Regions from separate parts of the Sus scrofa genome. Here region 1 is linked to region 2. Evidence: chromatin contacts called from public HiChIP or PLAC-seq data. All regions are on one chromosome and are shown on one strand. The core of a region is the stretch at or near the end of the contact, and the rest is flanking DNA. Distances in the headings are between cores, read along the strand shown. Region 1 overlaps PPP2R2A (protein phosphatase 2 regulatory subunit Balpha). Region 2 has its middle 56 kb from the start of EBF2.

Region 1 (3,949 bases), core at 752-3,251, 130 kb after region 2:
CTAATAAGCCTTGGAAAATTGTGAAATTCTTTCCCTTGGTTACAACAGAAAATGAGAGAAATTATTATTTTTAAACTTTGAAATGTATTCTGGTAACATTAAACTCTACAAGGACTGGGTCTTTATTTGCTGCTATACCTTCAGTACCTGCAGCAGTGTCTGGCATACGTAGTACGAGCTCATGAAATATTTGTTACTGAATGCATATGTGAAATTTGTTCACATATTTAAAATGTCAGAGGAGTTCTCTTGTGGCACAGGGCTTTAAATATCCAGTGTTGTCACTGTAGTGGCCCAAGTTGCTGTGGCCTGGGTTTGGTCCCTGGCCCAGGAATTTCTGCATACTGTGGGTAAGGCAAGTAAATAAATAAAATGTCAGAGAAAGCTTTAGTTTTCTTAGATATGAATGACTTTTAAGTTTTTTTCCTACTCCTAAAATCGCTTTTAATTAATTGAAATGTTTGTCCCAAAGTAAATAGAATCAGATTAAATAAAATAAGATAACTGCTTGCAGGGTAGCCAAGTTCATAATTTTCTGCTGGGAACATCACTTGTTCCTGAAATCAAGAAATGGAATTAAGGGAGTAATAGTTTTTTTAAATCAGGAGCTCTCATCCCCTGACATGAGCACCATAGCATTTATATGTTATATAAATGTACCAAGATGCTTCTGCTTAACCTCTGAGATGTTTTCTGTCATCTTCCCTTTTTCCACGAGTAGCTCCAGCCAGAAGAAGGCTCCAGGGGCTTTCTTGGTGGTCCATGAACATATGTGGTCATGTTCTTGCTCAAGACTTTGAACTTGCTCTTTTTAACCTGAAATGTACCTTACCCAACTTTTTGCATGGTCTTATTACTACCTTTATAAATTAACTGATTCCCCTTGCAACCCCACAGTATACTCTGTGCTCTGTGTCCTCTTTTTCATCCAAATTATTATTTGAAATAATCTCTCTTTTTTTTTTTTTTTTTTTTGCTTTTTAGGGCCAAACCCGTGGCATATGGAAGTTCCCAGGCTAAGGGTCTAATTGGAGCTGCACCTCCTGGCCTACACCACAGCCACAGCAACTCCAGATCCGAGCTGCATCTGCAGCCTACACCATACGTCACAGCAGTGCCGGTTTTTTAACCCACTGAGCCAGGCCAGGGATTGAACCTGCATCCTCATGGATCCTAGTCGGGTTCGAGCCACGATGGGAATTCCTATTTGAAATCATTTATTGTTTGCTTACTTATTGTAGACTTCCTCTCAAGTTTAAAGTTTTCATGCATGAGGAAATGAACTCAGTTTCTTTAGTTCTGCCACTTTTATTTTTAGCATCTTGAATAGTTTTAGACATTTAATAGTATCTGACACTTAGTGACATTCTGTAATTAATTTGTTGAATGTGTAGATAAAATTTTGTAGGGTGTTTCACATGTCCTCCCATTTAAAAATGTTTAAAACTTTGGTTTTTTTATTTTAATAAATGTATATACTTGGGTCTTTCAATTTATTAATTTATTTTGGCTGCACCTGTGGCATGTAGAAGTTCCTGGGCCAGGGCTTGAGAACCCATGCTGCAGTGGCGAACTGAGCCACAGCGGTGACAACCCTGGATCCTTAACCCACTGAACCTCCAGGGAACTCCTATGCTTGTTTTTTAAAACAAAAGAAAATAAAGTAAGCTAAAGAAGTTAATAGCATTCATATCATTCTTTTCAGTTTTGTGAACCAGTAAAATTAGGCCCAGAAAAGTACTCTGAGTCACACAAGCTATTATAGACCAAGTTGCTGTAAAAGACCCAAATTCACAGTGGTTCCCAAAATTGGAAGCTTATTTCTCTTATGTATTCCACCAGTGGTAGAGAGGATACGGAAATGGCTGAGCTGCTTTGGCCAGATTATCCAGCACCCCAGCTTTTTTTCTGTCTTTGTCTTTACCCTTCTGTACTGTATTGCTCTTATCTGCATGGCCAGATCTGGCTCACATCTGTGTTCAGCCCTTGGGATGGAGACAAAGAAAGGAGGACAAGGAGCTTCTTTTTAAGGAAGTGACGTGGAAATTTTACACTCATATCCCATTGTTCAGAACTTGGTCACATGGCCTTAGGAGAGCCAGAAACATGCAACCTCTACTTTCCTGTTAGAACTGTGTGTGTGTGTGTGTGTGTGTGTGTGTGTGTGTGTGTGTGTGTGTGTGTGTGTGTGTGTGTGTGTGTGTGTTGTTAGAGGTGCTGTCGGGAGCAGTGGGGAGTTACCAGGGTGTTCCATTCCTAAAAGGAGAAAGGGGGTTGGCCACTTTCAGGGACAGTGAATCTCTGCCATAGCTAGTAATTCTTAGAACTTTTGCTCAGGCCTGTTGACTCAGTTCAGTGTTTTCCTTCCTACCTCATTTACACGTAATAACCATTAGCTATTTTCTTCAAGATAAAAATATTACTGTAGCTTTCATTGTCAGATGAAATGTTAGTTAATGCAGAATGAAATAGGTTTCAGAGTAGTAATGGAGTTGTATCAATGGGTATATTTAATTTTGGTTATATCTTGTTTGAAGGGGTGTGGAATAGGTCTGCATCACCTTTTTAAGATGAATCCCCCACCCCCAGTTGTGAGTGCCCTATATAGACCCGTTAGAATGTCAGGGGATTATCTGGCTTAGTGATGGTTTGGGAGAAACATGCCAGCTTTGATCTTGCTTTTCATACTGGCTTGGTAGGAAAAGGCCAGTCTGGCTTTTTTTTTTTTTTTTTTTCATTATAGGTGGCTTCATAGTTTTAGAACTAAGCTAAATGTGAAATGAGGTCAGAGAGATAATATTAGATCTATACAATGAAATATGAAGAGTTAACCTTTTGGGGGCAGGAATCAGAGAGGTGGTTCTGTGAAAGGCTTGGCATCCCCTTAAAAAGAAACCCAGAGAGGGAGTTCCCGTCATGGCGCAGTGGTTAACGAATCCGACTAGGAACCATGAGGTTGCGGGTTCGGTCCCTGGCCTTGCTCAGTGGGTTAAGGATCCAGTGTTGCCGTGAGCTGTGGTGTAGGTTGCAGATGCGGCTCGGATCCTGCGTTGCTGTGGCTCTGGCGTAGGCAACAGCTCCGATTCGACCCCTAGCCTGGGAACCTCCATATGCCTCGGGAGCGGCCCAAAGAAATAGCAAAAAGACCAAAAAAAAAAGAAAGAAAGAAAGAAACCCAAAGAAAAGAGCTTCCCCCTTTTTGCAACAGTGTATGAGAATCTATTTGGAGCTGCTATATTCCCTTCCTCTTTCCCTTTCTTCTTCAACTTTTTATTTTGAAAATTTTTAAGCCTGCCAAGAAGTTGAAAAAATACAGTGATAACTATTGTTTGTTTTACATATATTCACCAGTTGTAAACATTTTGCCACATTTGCTTTATCTACATCTGCACTCTGGCCCCTAAATTTTTTGAAAGTAAGTTGAAAACAGCATGATGTTTTACCCATAAATAAACCAGCATTTATTCTCTTAAGAACATTCTCTTATACAACCAGAATACCATTATGATTCCCAAGAAATTTAGCATCAATTAACAAATGTTCTCTGTTACACATTCTTTTTTTAAAATCCAAAATATGTTTATTGGGATGATTTCCTTTTCATCTTGATTTGGGGTGCTTTTTTAGTGCTGCTTTTGTCTGAAGGAGCATCCTTCTGTAAGCCTTGCTTTTCCTCCTGTAGACTGGCAGAAAGTATTGTTTGTGCATGGCTAAAGACAGTGATGATTTTATAGCATTCTGGGCATTTCACATCCATGAAGTGGGAATTGGGGCTCTGTAACAGGCGCTGATGTTTGTGGAGAGTGGTGAAGGAGATCCTTTTTGAGAGGCATATTCTTCTGGGGAGATTGTCACCACTGAAGGACCACAGCCCATTTTTGTCTTTTTTGTTTTTTTTTAAGGGCTGCACCTGAGGCATATGGAGGTTCCCAGGCTAGGGGTCGAATTG
Region 2 (3,738 bases), core at 496-2,995:
AGGAGACAATATCTGTAAAACTTTCGGCCTTTTCATTTAATTAAAATCCAATATCTGAGTGTGCCCACCCAGATGTAGGTCAGTCCGAAACTAGAATGTGAATAGCTTGTGGCGCTAGACTCCCATTCATGTGTGAAAGGAAAACCAAAACGAATTGCTATTGCTGAGCAAGCTCTAAAACGGAGCCAGGAGGCCACTGAGGAAGTGTGACTTAGGTACATCTCAGCCTGGATGGAATCTAATCCTTTGACTTTTGGGGGGGGCACACTCGCAGCATATGGAAGTTCCCAGGCTAGGAGTCGAATTGGAGCTGCCGGCCTACACCACAGCCACGGCAATGCCAGACCTGAGCCGCATCTGCGACCTATACCATAGTTCACGGCAACGCTGGATCCTTAACCTGCTGAGCGAGGCCAGGTATCAAACCCACATTCTTGTGGATAATAGTCGGGCTCATTACTGCTGAGCCACAACAGGAACTCCCTCCTTTGACTATTTATTGTCCTAACAAAGGCATTCAGAACATCTGCCTGAAACTCAAGATCCTGACTGGGGAGTTGTCATTGTGGCTCAGAGGGTTAAGAACATGACATAGTGTCTGTGAGGATGCAATTTGGGTTCAATCCCTGGTCTCACTCAGGGGGTTAAGGAAATAGTGTTGCCGCAAGCTGCAGCATAGGTTGCAGCCATGGCTCAGATCCTGCATTGGCTGTGGCCTCAGCTGCAGCTCAGATGCAGCCCCTAGCCAGGAACTTCCACATGCCAATTGCAGCCCGTAAAAAGAAAAGAAAAAAAAAAAAGATACTGTCTGGCCCCCTTACCCTGAAACAACTCGTGATGGATGACTATTTCCTTTCTTGTGTCAGAGTATCGCCTGCTGGCTTTTGCCTTTATAAGCCCCCTACTCTTTCTCTTCCCTGGAACACTCTTTCAGTTTTATCCAAATCTGTGTCTCCTGAACTTCAATTCTTTTTTTTTTTTTTTTTTTTTTTTTTTTTTTGCTTTTTTGGGCCGCACCCAAGGCATATGGAAGCTTCCAGGCTAGGGGTCAAATCGGAGCTGTAGCCATTAGCCTACACCACAGCTCACAGCAACACCGGATCCTTAACCCAATGAGCAAGGCCAGGGATAGAACCCTCTTCCTCATGGATGCTAGTGGGGTTCATTAACTGTTGAGCCACATGGGGAACTCCAAAAATAGTGTTTTTGTTTATACATCAACTGGGTTAGAACTTAGCTCAGATAATTAATAATAAATGGCCTTTCATTTCATGGATGTCCAGTGGGGTATCTGAAAGCCCACACAGTTCTTTGCTGTGCAGGACCATTCCACATTTTGGAGGGTATCTGGCATCACTGGCAAATCCCATTAAATGCCAGCGGTTCCCCTTTGTAGCAAAAAAAAAAGAAGAAAAAAGAAAAAGAAAAAAAAAATTCCTCCCACCGAGTCCCAAGAGCCCTTCTTAAAGAACCACTGAGATTCGGGGCGTGAGAACCAGGCAGGTTGTCTGGGATGGGGTTCAGCCAGGGCCTGCAGTCCTCTCATCACTAGAGCCATCGCAAGGAAGCCAGTAGAAAGCCGGTTCTTTGGTGGACCAACCCGGAGCATGGGAATCAAGGAGAAGAAGGATGCGTGAAAGAGTTCTCCTCCCGGTTCTGCACTCTGGCTCCGGGTTGCACCAGCAGCAAGACGATTGCCGCTCCCTCCCAGGCGAGGGAGCCAAAGAGCCTGCGACACGTCGAGGTGCCGCCGGGAGACCTGACTCAGCCCTCCCGGATGATACAGCAGGGCTGCTGACTGTGACCCTGGCGGTGACAGCTACTATTTATTGAATAATTAACAAGTTCGTTACTATCTTTTTCATGTAATTTTAACAACCTATTTATTACAGGCGAGAAAACAAGTTCAGGCAGTTGTAAGAAGCTGGGGAAATCAAAAGTCACTGACACAAGGCAAGGGCACTGTCGCAGAGATTCCTACCCGGCAGACTCAAAGCCGCTCGTTCCGAGTCTCCCTTGGCAGACTTCCCAGTGGGACAGCTGCCAAACTCCATCTCCGCCCGCCCGCCTTCGCGGTTGGCTGGGACTTGAGCTGAGAGGCTGGGTCCGCCACTTTCCCACTGGGCTGAGGACCGCGCTGCCAGCGCCCTCCTCTCCCGGTTTTTCTCCTACCGCGAGATCTGACGGATGGAGGGGCGCTTAGCTCACCCGCGTGATGTCTCTGGTGCCATCTCAAAGGTGTAAAGACTTGGGAAGCAGTGTCTTCTCCCAAGATGCTAGCGCTGGAAGGATTGTACTTGATTGACAGCTGCTTCCGGAGCTGACTTCTCCTTTGCCTGCACAGGCTCCTCCCCCAAGATCTAGCTTGGGATATAGGCGCAGAAGCAGGACTGAATATTCCTATTGTTTTCCTCCTGTCATCCCTTTACTGAGAGCCTGGAGAGCCCGCTTGAAGTCAATTCCTACTCCACAGAAGGCCCTTTGCTGTGAACCCTTAACCCCCTCCTTGCCAGCGTCTCCCATCCCTACCACTTACTGGGTGGGACTAGCCTGTCACTGAGCCCTGATGGCTACAGTTTTCTGTCAGTGCACAAGACCTTTGCGTCCAGGGACAGCTAGAGCTGCAATTCCACCCCACCCTTTTTAGGGCTGCACCTGTGCACATGGAAGTTCCCAGGCTAGGGGTGGAATTGCAGCTCTAGCTGCTTGTCTACACCACAGCCACAGCAATACCAGATCCAAGCTGCCTCTGCAAACCACACCACAGCTCACAGCAATGCTGGATTCTTAACCTCCTGAGCAAGGCCAGGGATCCAACCCACATTTTCATGGATACTAGTCGGATTCTTAACCCCCTGAGCCACAACGGGAACTCCCTTCCATCCTTTTAATCCTTGTAATTAAAGGGTTACATGCTCCATTGTAATTAATGAAATCGTTAGAGACAAGCACTAATAATTAAGACAATTGCCTTTTTTTTTCTTTACACTGTCACAGCACCTCATTGGATCCTCACTACAACCTTGCTAGGCGCTGTTCCTGTTACTGCCTTTCTACAGATGAGGAAGGTGGAGGCCCAAGTCACACACCTGGGACCTGGTCTTGATTCTAGCTCCTCTCACCCCAAACCCCAGTGCCCCTCAGCAAGGGGTTTATGCACCTGCTACTAAGTCCTCTGCATCTCTTGAAAACTCGTTTTACTCAAGTAATTTGGCAGTTCCTTTAAAAAGTAGAAAGATTTTGTTCTTTCTCTCAAACTTTTTTTTTTTTCCTTTGTTTTAGCCCTCCAGAGGCATATAGAGTTCCTGGGCCAGGGATCAAATCCCAGCCATAGTTTCGACCCAAGCCAAAGCTGCAGTAACCAGGGATCCTCAACCCACTGTGCCCGGCCAGGGATCAAACCTGCATCCCAGTGCTCCAAAGACAACACTGATCGTGTTGCACCACAACAGGAAATCCTGTCAAACTGTTTAAAGAACTTCACACCCATGGGTCAGTTTAAGGCTCCAGAGTTCCAGTAAAACTCACAGAGCCGCTGTTATGTTCCCTGTTTGACTGAGGGGGCAACAGAAAATATCCTCATTATCTATGGGTCTGCTATGTCAGGATATTAAGCAAAGTATATATTTGGCCTTTGACCTATTCCAGGCACAGATCTCCTAAAATTCAGATCTCCCCAAACTCCTAAAACTTAGGGTTTCCTGTGATGAGAGCCCTAAATATGTCTTATGTTAATGA

Evidence for each region. HiChIP or PLAC-seq counts read pairs in DNA pulled down with a chosen protein or histone mark.
Region 1: an H3K27ac HiChIP or PLAC-seq map of alveolar macrophages shows a contact between it and region 2. The contact joins two enhancer-like sites. A contact is called at or near these places in 1 of 47 Hi-C or Micro-C datasets (embryonic fibroblasts) and 2 of 2 datasets of contacts at active chromatin or transcription factors (alveolar macrophages and skeletal muscle).

Annotation. Positions count from the first base shown.
Region 1 is chr14:10,216,005-10,219,953 of Sscrofa11.1, forward strand. The region is part of intron 2 of PPP2R2A (protein phosphatase 2 regulatory subunit Balpha); the gene reads left to right. It also overlaps the pseudogene LOC110256764. Among named protein-coding and RNA genes, the nearest start is that of PPP2R2A, 23 kb to the left of the region's middle. Within about 2 kb of position 2,002, at least 8 of the 83 cell types and tissues checked have an H3K27ac peak or open chromatin away from gene starts, as enhancers often do. A contact at or near this core is called in alveolar macrophages, where this site is marked.
Region 2 is chr14:10,081,411-10,085,148 of Sscrofa11.1, forward strand. No RefSeq gene overlaps it. Among named protein-coding and RNA genes, the nearest start is that of EBF2, 56 kb to the left of the region's middle. Within about 2 kb of position 1,746, at least 40 of the 83 cell types and tissues checked have an H3K27ac peak or open chromatin away from gene starts, as enhancers often do. A contact at or near this core is called in alveolar macrophages, where this site is marked.